Linked DNA regions of Pan troglodytes: region 2 is linked to region 1. The links are chromatin contacts, called in public Hi-C maps. All regions are on one chromosome and are shown on one strand. Each heading gives the region's core, a stretch centred on a gene start, on an enhancer-like site or on the middle of the called end of the contact. The rest is flanking DNA. Distances are from core to core; before and after follow the strand shown.

Region 1 (5,322 bases), core at 1,365-3,864:
CTCCCTCCAGCCCAAGTCACACATACCTCCCATGGTGGACCCTGTCTTCTCTCTCCCCAGCAGCTACCTACACGTGGAGCTGGAGCCAGGCCACAGAAGGAGCCTGGGCTCTGAGTGACCGCATGGGCGGTGGTCACAGAGCAAAACAACCAGCTCCGGCCTCCAGAAGAGCGAGAAATAATGTCTCCCAATGCTGCCCTCCTGAAGTCATGGGGTCCATTAGAGCAGCTGCCACTTCCTGTTGGCACCCTGGTCGTCTCATGGCTTTGCCCCGCATGCAGCCCAGTTCCGCTGCAGCCCAAGATCCCCAAGGGACAGCTTGCTCATTCAGACATGTGGCAGCGACCCTGGAGAGGGAGCCTTGACGTGTGCGACAGAGAGTCAGGGAAAACCACAGAGACCATTCTCCTGAATAAAGTGCAAACAATGGATTCTCCCGGCAAAACTCAAAAGAAGGCTGAGCTCACTAATGCGGAACGATGAGGGCAATGGCGCACAGAAAGGGAGAGAGGAGGGGAGGGAGGAAGGGAGAGAAGAAGGGAGGGAGCAAAGAAGGGAGGAAGGGAGGAGGGAGGGAGGAAGGGAGAAAGGGAGGGAGGAAGGGAGAAAGGGAGGAAGGGAGAAAGGGAGTAAAGAAGGGAGGAAGGGAGGAGGGAGGGAGGGAGGAAGGGAGGAGGGAGGGAGGAAGGGAGGAGGGAGGGAGGAAGGGAGGAGGGAGGGAGGAAGGGAGGAGGGAGGGAGGGAGGAAGGGAGGAGGGAGGGAGGAAGGGAGGAGGGAGGGAGGAAGGGAGGAGGGAGGGAGGAAGGGAGGAGGGAGGGAGGAAGGGAGGAGGGAGGGAGGAAGGGAGGAGGGAGGGAGGAAGGGAGGGAGGAAGGGAGAGAGGAAAGGAGGGAAGAAGGGAGGGAGAAAGGGAGGGAGAGAGGAGGCAAGGGAGGAAGGGAGGGAGGTAGATAGGGAGGGAGGGAGAAAGGAAGGGAGAGAAGGAGAGAGAAAGGGACAAAAGGAGAGAGGAAGGGAGAGAGGGAAGGAGGTAGAGAGAGGGAGGGAGGGAGGCAGAGGGAGGGATGGAGGGAGAGAGGAAGGGAGGGAGGAGGAGAGGAAGGGAGGAGGGGAAGAAGGAAGTCAGGAGGGAAGAAGGGAGGAACGGAGGAGGGAGGGAGAAGAAATCAAAGAAAATGGGAGCAAAGAACAGATGAAGAAAAGGAGGGAGGAAGGAAGGAGGGAGATGAAGGAAGGAAGGGAGGAGGGAGGGAGGGAGGAAGGGAGGAGGGAGGGAGGGAGGGAGGGCAAAAGAAAGGCAATTTCTAAGCCAAAGGCATTTACATGGGATCTAAGCACCCAGGCCGGAGTAGGCGATCCCGTCGTTTTGCCGCGTGGCACTCAGCACCAGAACCTGTGATTGGCATGAAACTGTCAGAGACTACTTGCTAGGCATGGGGACAAAATCCGACAGGTGCCCATGATTGGGCGGGATGACTGCTGTCATCTGCGACTTTGAAAAGAAAAAGAAATGTGAGCAGTTAAAGTACAAGTGTGTGGCGTGCTGCATCGCTCACTATCAGATGAAAATAAAAAAACACGCCCTCTGGAAGGGTTGCGCCTTGTACGCCGGGGCATAATCATCCCTTCCAGTACTCACTGAGCACCCAGTCCATATCAGGGTCCCTGCGAGGGACAGCTGATGAGTAAACATGTCTGACTGCTGCCCTCGGGAAGCTTCCAGGCTGGGGACTGGTGTTTATAGATGGCGAAGAGTGCAGTATACGCAGACACAGGTGCAGGGACAGAGGAAACCCAAGTGGGAACCCCAGTCACACTGGGTGGCCACGAAAAGTCCTTCCAAGGTGATTTCAACCAAGAAACATTTGAGGAGGTGCCAGCCGTAGGCGCAGCTCGGTTAGAGACAGAGGGTGAGCAAAGCTCAGGTGCTGGACAGAGAAGCCTGGAATGAGGAGGGGGCAGCGCGAGCTGTGCAAGGCCTCAGAAGCCAGGCCAGCAGTGGCATTTTCTTCTAGGTGCAATGGGGAAGCCACCAGAGGGTCCTCAGCTGCAGTGGATAGAAGCGGACTTTGACTTGGTGCCTGTGGCTGCGGGGAGGGAGTGGGCGGGCTGGAAGGAGGAGGCTGCTGGAACAGCCCAGGCAAGACCCTACAGCCCCTCGGTCCGGGAGTGCAGTGGAGATGGGGTCCAGCTGCTTTTGCAGACAGAGCTCAGGAGAAGTGGGACAGATGGGAAGTGGGGCTCAGGGGAGAGAGCGCGGCGGGCTTGGGAGCCCAGGACCCAGGACGGTGTGCCCAGCTGCTTGTGCACGCACCTGCAACAGGCAGGGGCTGAGGCTCCAAGCAGGCCTTCCCCTGCAGCATTACCCCTAAGGCTGCAGCCCACGGGGGTCCTCCACAGACCCTGGCCCGGCTTCTACCAGTGCCAACATGTCACCATCCTCTTCCTTCTGAATTCCAGGATACCCCAGAAACGGCCTTCGGAGCTGATTCCTACAGCAGCGTTGTTTTGATGTGAGGCAAGCACTCCGCTGACTGGGGACTGCATTTGTCAGGGCTGACACAGATCACCAGGAGGCCTCCAGGAAGCGCACACAGGCAGAGGCAGGGGGAGGGGAGGGTCTCTCCATGCCTGGCCCCTCCCCTAATCACAGTCCCCAGCTGGAGCCTGCGGGCTCACACTCCTGGCATGTGCCCAGCAGGCTTTGCAGAGCAACAGGTGCACCCACGCGAGGGCCCAGGAGATGGTGGAGAGCCAAGTGTCAGGATGACACAGAGATGCCTCCTCCTGTTCTCAGAGGTGGGGACTGAGCTCACAGCGGGAAGGAAGCTCTTCTCTCTCTGCCTCTTCCCTCTCTGTATTTTCAGAGAATTCCAGACGCGATGCAAGCAGGATGCTCCCTGCTTGGTCAGGAGTGAGGCGGCCAGGAGGAGCCCCGAGTGCCTCCGCACCTTGGTGATGGCCCAGCCTCTGTGCCTGAGCAGTGAGCCCCACCTTGTGGCTCACCCGCGTCCTGGCCCTGCTTGCCGCGCGGCAGCTCAGTGCACACTCAGCTCGGTGCACACCCAGCTCGGGGCAAACCTGCCCTAGGGGCTGCACAGTCAGCCAGGGGCTTCTCTTCCCGCCTCAGGCTGCAACCAGGGGCATCTACACCCAGGGTGGGGCTCAGAAATGGTCCCTTCTCCCCAAGAATACAGAGAGAATCAGGGTGAGAAGAACCACTTTAGAAAAGGGTTAGGTGTAAAACAGGAGAGGAGGGGAGGGAGGGAGACAGGGAGAGAGAGAGAGAGTGAGAGAGAGAGCTAGAGACTGAGATAGAGGTAGAAACAGAGACAGAGGAAGAGACAATGAGAGAAACAGAGACTGAGAGGGAGGAAGGCTACAGAGACAGAGAGAGACACAGACAGAGAGGAGGAGGAGGGCTACAGAGACTGAGAGAGTGACTATGAGAGACAGAAAAAGACAGAGGGAGAGAGGAGCTACGGAGACAGACAAGGAGATGACGAGACAGAGGCAGAGGGAGAGAAAAAGGGAGGCACAGCAGGAAAGATGGGGCGGAGTGAGGAGGAGCTGCCACGGCAGCAGCAGGGAAGGGGGAGAGCAGGGCCGTTTGTGCTCCTGGCGCTGCCCGAGCTCAGGCTCTGCAGTCGGACCCCAGTCCTCACCCAGCTCTTCACCCCACCCAAGTGGCCCGAGGCAAGGGACCCACCCTCTCTAGCTCACTGGAGAATCTGTGTCCCTAACAATACACCAGCCCAGGCACCCAATCACAACCCCCAGGCAGGCTGTCCCTATGCTGCTCGGGTGAGGTTTACATCTGTTGTCCTAGTATTATTATTATTGAGACGATGTCTCGCACTGTCACCCAGGCTGGAGTGCAGTGGCATGATCTCGGCTCACTGCAACCCCCACCCTCCGGGTTCAAGTGATTCTCATGCCTCAGCCTCCTGAGTAGCTAGGATTATAGGCACCTGCGACCCTGCTCAGCTGATTTTTTGTATTTTTAGTAGAGATGGGGTTTGGCCATGTTGGCCTCGAACTCCTGACCTCAAGTGATCCACCTGCCTCAGCCTCCCAAAGTGCTGGGATGACAGGCGTGAGCCACTGTGCCCAGCCTGGTGTGCTTGTATTATTATTAGTCCACTCTCAAATGCTTCCCAGTATCGTACAATAAGCCACCAGGTCACACTACTTGGAAATCCACATAAGTGACAGGGCGCAGTGGCTCACGCCTGTAATCCCAGCACTTTGGGAGGCCGAGGCAGGCGGATCACGAGGTCAGGAGATGGAGACCATCCTGGCTAACACTGTGAAACCCCGTCTCTACTGAAAATACAAAAAATTAGCCAAGCGTGGTGGCAGGCGCCTGTAGTCCCAGCTACTCGGGAGGCTGAGGCAGGAGAATGGTGTGAACCCAGGAGGCGGAGCTTGCAGTGAGCTGAGTTTGCACCACTGCACTCCAGCCTGGGTGACAGAGCGAGACTCTGTCTCAAAAAAAACAAAGCAAAACAAAATCCACGTAAGTTTTGCATTAACCTCCAATGTAGTTCACACATGCTTTGTCCCGAGTTTCCTCTGGGCTTAACTGGAAATCCAATCAACGCAGCAGGGTCTGCATCTCGGATTTCAGGCTGAGGACCTACTGTGTGCTGTGCACTGGCTGGTGCTTACACATCCTGGATGCGTTGAACTTCCAAGAATTATAGATGTTACGTTAAAACACTTTTAAAACATAAGAGAGAAGTAATATGTTACATAATATTGGCCAGTGGCCTCCCTAAATCCGTAAGTAGAACGTAACTCGAAGTAAGAGTGAGACAGGAATTTCTCCCTGGGTTCTCAGTGCTCTGCACCGGGTGGGAATCCTGCTGTGGGCTGATCCCAGCACTTAAACATCAGTGCTTTCCATATTCCACGGCTTCCCCTAGTGCGCAGTGCTGCAAGCTGTGAACGCGGTTGAGTATTGGCAGGTTTTTTTCCAGGGGAAGGGAGAGGCAATAGTGCATGTGCCCTCCCTCAGCTATTCCCCAAAGAGAGGTCATGATCTCCACTCTCCCGAAGAAGCATCGAGCAGAGGGCAGGAGAGGTGTCCAGGATCACTCAGCTTCCAAGAGCAAAACTTGAGATCTCAGCGCAGCCCTGCCTGAATGAAAGTTTGGAGGCTGATGTTTTCTACCGGGCCTCACATTTCCCAAACATTAAACCGTTGACTGACTATTAAAGCCATTCGCGTTTGAAGAAAAATTAAGCTATCTTTAGTGAAAACGCAAGTCACATAGAACACTATGGCCAGAGCCCAGCCCAGAATACCCACTGGATAA
Region 2 (5,322 bases), core at 936-3,435, 930 kb before region 1:
CTTGAGAGAGACAAGGCAGGCGATTTTGATGGGAAGTTGTCCTGGGGCGGGGGCTGGAGTTAGGGACCTATGAGCCCTCAGTGTCCATCTCCAAGTCTTTCTAAGTTTTGCTCCCCCACAATTAGCTGTGTTAATTACCCAAAGAAGATTAGATGTACCAGAGAGAATGGCATACTGGAGAGAGAAAAAGTAAGAAGCCATTCTTGCATCTTATTTTAGCCACTGATTAGGTATCTGAAGTTGCATCTTCCCAAAAAATCTTCCATACCAAAGAGTGGAAAAAACTTTTGTTTCGCCAACTACGCATAATGAAGAAACCGTTTAACATTTTAGGCAGCAGCTGGAACTTGACAGTCACCTTTTGTCTTCACATTACAGATAGAGAAACCTTTTGCAATGGCAAAAAGAAAAGTTATTTGATGATTGCAATTCAGGGGAAAAACTCAATTTGATTTAGAGAAACATAAAATGATTGTTTTTAATAAAGAACAGGGACCACTTGTTTCTAGTCAATATGTTTGAGAAATGTTTTACAAATAGTGTCACAAATAGATGATTTACAAATAGACCCACTGTAGCGTTAAGGATGGAACCTGGATTATGCATTCAGTGCGGGCATCAATTTTGACACTCAGAGACCAGGTGAAGGTGTCCAAGAGACGAAAGCTCAGCTCTCTCATCACTCAGGTGAAGGAGACAGGGGACCAGTGGTTCCAGCACGTGTTCCGCAGGCCGGCAGCATCAGCATCACCTGGAACTTTTTAGGAATGGAGATCGGAAGTCCCACCTTGACCTGCCGAGATAGCTCTGGGGTGGGCCCAGCAACCCAGGTCTAACAAATTTTCCAGTGACTCCTGCTGGTTCAAACTTCAGAAACAGTGAAAGAGACAATCTCTCTAGGGTCTTTGCAGCATCGACTCTTAGGAATTTTACAGGAGAGCAATACAAAGAGAAAAGGCAACAAGTTTAAGAAACAAACAAAAGAAAAAACAGACAGATACATTCAGATAAGTAGATACAGAATAAAAGACAAGAGCACATCTCAAAGGACATGAACCCAGAAAGACAATCTTCTGTAGAACAGCAGTGGCTTTTTTGATCTTCCTTGAAACTTTGAAAGCTGAAAACTCTTAAAGCATTGGTATATTTCTGCAACTACAGGCATACAGGATGAAAAAGTCCATTGCCCCCTCAGTCAGATGATAACGACCCATTTTTATCTACTGAGGTGAATTCACCTCATTAGATTCAGGGCTTGTTGGTTTACAATATTCCTTAATAATTCTGAATGCTTTTCTTCCCTCTGAGCTTTGATGGGGTTAATTTAAAGGCTCTCGTGGAGCAAAGCAGTTCTTGGGCTACAAATTATAGGACGGTGCTTAGGGATCTCGGTGTGGGGATGTCTTAGTTGGAGATTCCGGGCGGTGTGAGTGAGAATCATGTCTTTTATCTTCTCAAAGCAATGTTGTCTCCTAATGGATCCATTTCCTGTTCCCAGTGAGCCCTGGGGAGCACACATGAAATGTTTCTAGGGACACTAACTTGGGGGATCGCTCTGGGACGGGGCTTGGGGCCAGCATGACCTCAGTGTGGCGTGTCAGAGACTTCCTCACTCCGATCCCTGGGAGATGCGCAGGGCGGGGCGAGGGCCCTTCTCCAGCCATCCTTGAGCTCTCCCTGGCGAAGAGCCTCAGGTGCCCCCGGGCTGGAGGACCTCCCCTGGGCCTGAGGTTTTGACGACGACGAGAGGCCGGTGGCCAGCTGGACACCTGTTGGGAGAGTGGGTGGCTCCGTCCCCGGAGTGCGCCCGCGCTGGGAGCCCTCGCCCGCCGCCACCGCGCGTCCGCGCTCGCAGGGAGGGTGGCCGGGAGGCTGGGCGTGGGGCGGCCAGGGGGAGGTGGGATTTACTTTGCGGATTGGGGCTCACAGCTGTCACTCCGAAAGGGTGGGGCTTTTTAAAAGCAGACAAATTTTTAAGGCGAAAGCCCCAGCCGGCTCCGGGCACCGTGGCGATCGCCTCCGTTCCGTTCCGGATGCGGTCCTTGCGGAGCGGAGCCCCCGCGCCGGCTGGCAGGAGGCAGCTGCGTTGCTCGGCCGCGTCCCCGAGCCGGCGGGCCCTCCTCCGCGCACATCTGGCCCGCCTCCCCCGGGCGCAGGGGGGAGCCCCGCGTCTCCGGAGCCTGCAGTGCGCTCGGCGCGCGTAGAGCCCCGCGAGCCCCAGCCGGGCCCGGGGCCGGGCGGGCCGAGGCGGCGGCCGGGGAGCAGCCGCACCCGCCAAACTTTGGGGGGCCGGAGCGCGCGCGCGCCCGAGCCCCGAGGCGCAGCGGCCGGCCCGGGATGGGGGCTGCGGGCCAGGGAGCCCCGGGCCGCCCAGCGAGCCCGGCCACCCGCCCGGGGGGCTCCGAGCCGCCTCTGCCCGCGTCCCGGGCTCCGCAGCCCCGCCACCCCGGCGCCGCCTGCGCCAGCGCCCGCTAGCCAGCCCGGGAGCAGCTGGAGCCGCCGGAGCCCTGCGCCTGGAGGCGCCCCTCCTTGGGCCACCGGGGGCCACTCTTCGCTCGGGTAAACAGGAAAGGAAATACCCCTTGTGGATTAAAATTAAAAAAAATTCTGTTGGGGGCGAAGGAGGGAGGTGGGGTTTGCCTGCGCTCGCGTTGGACTCCGGAGAGCAACTCAGGAGCCCGCGCGGTCGTCGCCTCCCGGCCTGGCCATGGACTGGCGGGAGGAGGGAGCAGGGCGCCCGGGCTGCTCGGGCCCCTAGCCGGGCGCTCCCTCGCCACCGGCCCCGCTGCGGGCCTCTAGGGGACTGAGACGGTCTCTTGTTCGCCTGGACGGCGCCGGGGAGCGGAGGATCTGCGCTCCGGGTCTCCAGGATGTGCCCGTCTGAGATGGGGACGCTGTGGCACCACTGGTCGCCTGTACTCATCAGCCTGGCCGCCCTGTTTTCCAAAGGTGAGGACGCCGCGGCCGCCAGGGCCCAGGGACTAACTTCGACTGGAGTGAGTGTGTGGGAGTGTGTGGAGGATGGGGGCGGCCGGGAGAGAGGGCTTGTGTGCATGTGTGTGTGCGCGCGTGTGAACGTGCGCTCGTGCGGCAGCCAAGCTCGCTCCTCGGACGCCCCTTGGCCGAAGGTGCTTGTCCTGGAGCACTTGGGTGGGAGGCCTTAGGTGAGACTACTAAGGAGCCGAAAGGAAAGGAAGGCTCGGTTTCCTGAAAGCCTTTTCTGTAAAGGGAGAGGGCGTGGGGACCCTGGAGAGGAAAGGTGGCCTCTGGAGGGCCGAGCCGGCTGTCGGGGGAGGAGGGGATTGAGATGACCAGGGAGATTTCTGGAATTTGGGATTGACTTTACCTGGTGGCACTGACCTATTTGGAAATAATTTTGGAGCACTCCTGTCGCATGGGAATACTATTTTGTGTATTATAGGCTGCCAAAAATATAGCCTGGAGGGCAGCTCTGAAGAAGGGGGATGGGTTTCTCCAGGTCTGCCGCTGTGAGATTTGGGCACAGGGTCTGGCTCTCACCCTTCCGTAGGGTGCCGGGAGCAGCAGCGGCCCCGCAGGGTGCACGTGGAGTTTCAGCTACAAGTTGTGACCCGAGTTATCCCAGCGGAGCCCTGACTTGAAGCCATGTGTCAAGGCAGGAATTCCTCAATGTTTCCTCTTCTCTTCTGCCAGCATCCCTGTCTGTCATGGGAAGAGCAAGTTTGGAAGCTCTGGACAGTCATTCTTCCTTGAAGAGAAATGGTGTGATTTGTGCGGGAGATTCTTTCTCATGATTGACCTGGGCTGTTTGTGTGTGGTTCCCCTACCCGTGCCCCTTTCCTGCAGGTAGATACACTGGGAGGAGAGTGAAGCGTCTCAGCAGTCTCTAATACGTGCTGCAAGAACCCTGTACCCATACTTTTCTGCAAAGATTTTTGAGATGAGATCTCTCTCAGAAACTTCAAAGCCAGTTATCACGCACAAAGTCTTTTAATTACATGAATTGTCTGTTCTCTGAGTTCTTCCAGAATCACTGAGGTTATGTTGCTTTGGATCTGATAATAGATGAAGACAGTTGAAATGCCGAGTTCTGTGATGGGTCGATTTAGAAAGAGGAATTTACGTTCCCCCTCCTTCCCTGTCTTTGAAGTGTGGTTGAAATGGGCTCACGTTTCCTAATTATGAGTTAGAACAATCCCTGGGATCAGAGCTTTCTGGATTTATAATGTGCACAGGAAACCAAATAAAAGGTTGATGAATTCAGTGAACCTGACTCAGGCAGACGTGAGGTTAAAAAAACCAAAATCCACAGCAACAACAGCCCAGCATTTTTTTGGGGAGGGGTTGGTTCTCACTTGGTTTTATAATAGGGCCAGACTTCTTTGTGTTTATGCTGCAATAACAAGGTTGTATTAAGAAAGGTACAGAATAGCTTTGGAAATAGGACCTCACTATTGTGTTTTTTCACTTAGGTACATAGGTCTGTTACTGATTTCATTAGACTGAGCAGTGTTGAAGAGAATTGTATTTAGCCTAATACTTGTGAACTTTTTCAACTGGGAACACTGAACATGTCCTTAAATGAGGTACTGTGTGATGTGGAAGCCTCTTTACTAGGTGGCCAAAAATTAGCATGTAAAATGTTTACGATAAGCCTAGCATATGACATATTTTGTGTATTGAACTTAAACAAGTCAGCCAGACAGTTCAAAAGTGAATCAGTTCTGTGTGGAGACTTTGTACAGCAATTAGCAGAGTCTGAGCACATGGTAGATGATTCAGGATTAGTCACAATATGTCAAAGAACAAGAAAAAATCAACACCCCTATTAGCAAATTGCATAAAATGGAATTTCATGATGCAGATGTGATTTATACATTCAGGGACAGGGCCGTTCTTTTCCCAATGTGTTCATATCACCTCCCTCTAAGATTCTCTGATCACTTGAAAGTTCTCACCCATCTTGCAGTCAAGTATGGACTATATTGAGAAGGATTTTAATTGAAAGTAAACACACAGACACACACACATACACACATACCCCAAGGTGCCTCATTTGTCTGGGGCTGATTGAAAAAGAATATTACCAAGTATTAAATATCTGTTTCCACATATTATCATTTCTACTGTATTGTCTTTCCAAATAGGAATTTTTGAATGAAACAAAATGCAGATTTTAATACCAGGTTAATATGCTTGAGCCTTACACGTTTATATTTCATAAGCAGAAAATGATTAGTCGTAGAACAAACCCACCCTCTTGTAGATATTTTTTAAAAACAAATAAACATAAAGTTTTGTTGCTTGTATTTCTATGCCTCTGGGACCTAGGAAGTATGGTAT

Evidence for each region. Hi-C and Micro-C count contacts between places; a contact is called where the count stands out from the background.
Region 2: a contact with region 1 is called in a Hi-C map of induced pluripotent stem cells, with 4 times the contacts expected there. The contact joins the promoter of TMEM132D here to the enhancer-like site in region 1. A contact is called at or near these places in 3 of 7 Hi-C or Micro-C datasets (induced pluripotent stem cells and stem cell-derived neural progenitor cells), 1 of 1 datasets of contacts at active chromatin or transcription factors (stem cell-derived excitatory neurons) and 1 of 1 other capture datasets (stem cell-derived neural stem cells).

What each region holds. Positions count from the first base shown.
Region 1 is chr10:135,773,458-135,778,779 of NHGRI_mPanTro3-v2.0_pri, reverse strand. All of the region lies in intron 7 of GLT1D1 (glycosyltransferase 1 domain containing 1), which reads right to left. Among named protein-coding and RNA genes, the nearest start is that of GLT1D1, 120 kb to the right of the region's middle. Within about 2 kb of position 2,614, at least 7 of the 24 cell types and tissues checked have an H3K27ac peak or open chromatin away from gene starts, as enhancers often do. A contact at or near this core is called in induced pluripotent stem cells and stem cell-derived neural stem cells, where this site is marked.
Region 2 is chr10:136,699,299-136,704,620 of NHGRI_mPanTro3-v2.0_pri, reverse strand. It overlaps TMEM132D (transmembrane protein 132D), which reads left to right and starts at 2,185. Exons shown (of 9, transcript XM_016924625.4): 1 at 2,185-2,949. The coding sequence starts at 2,871.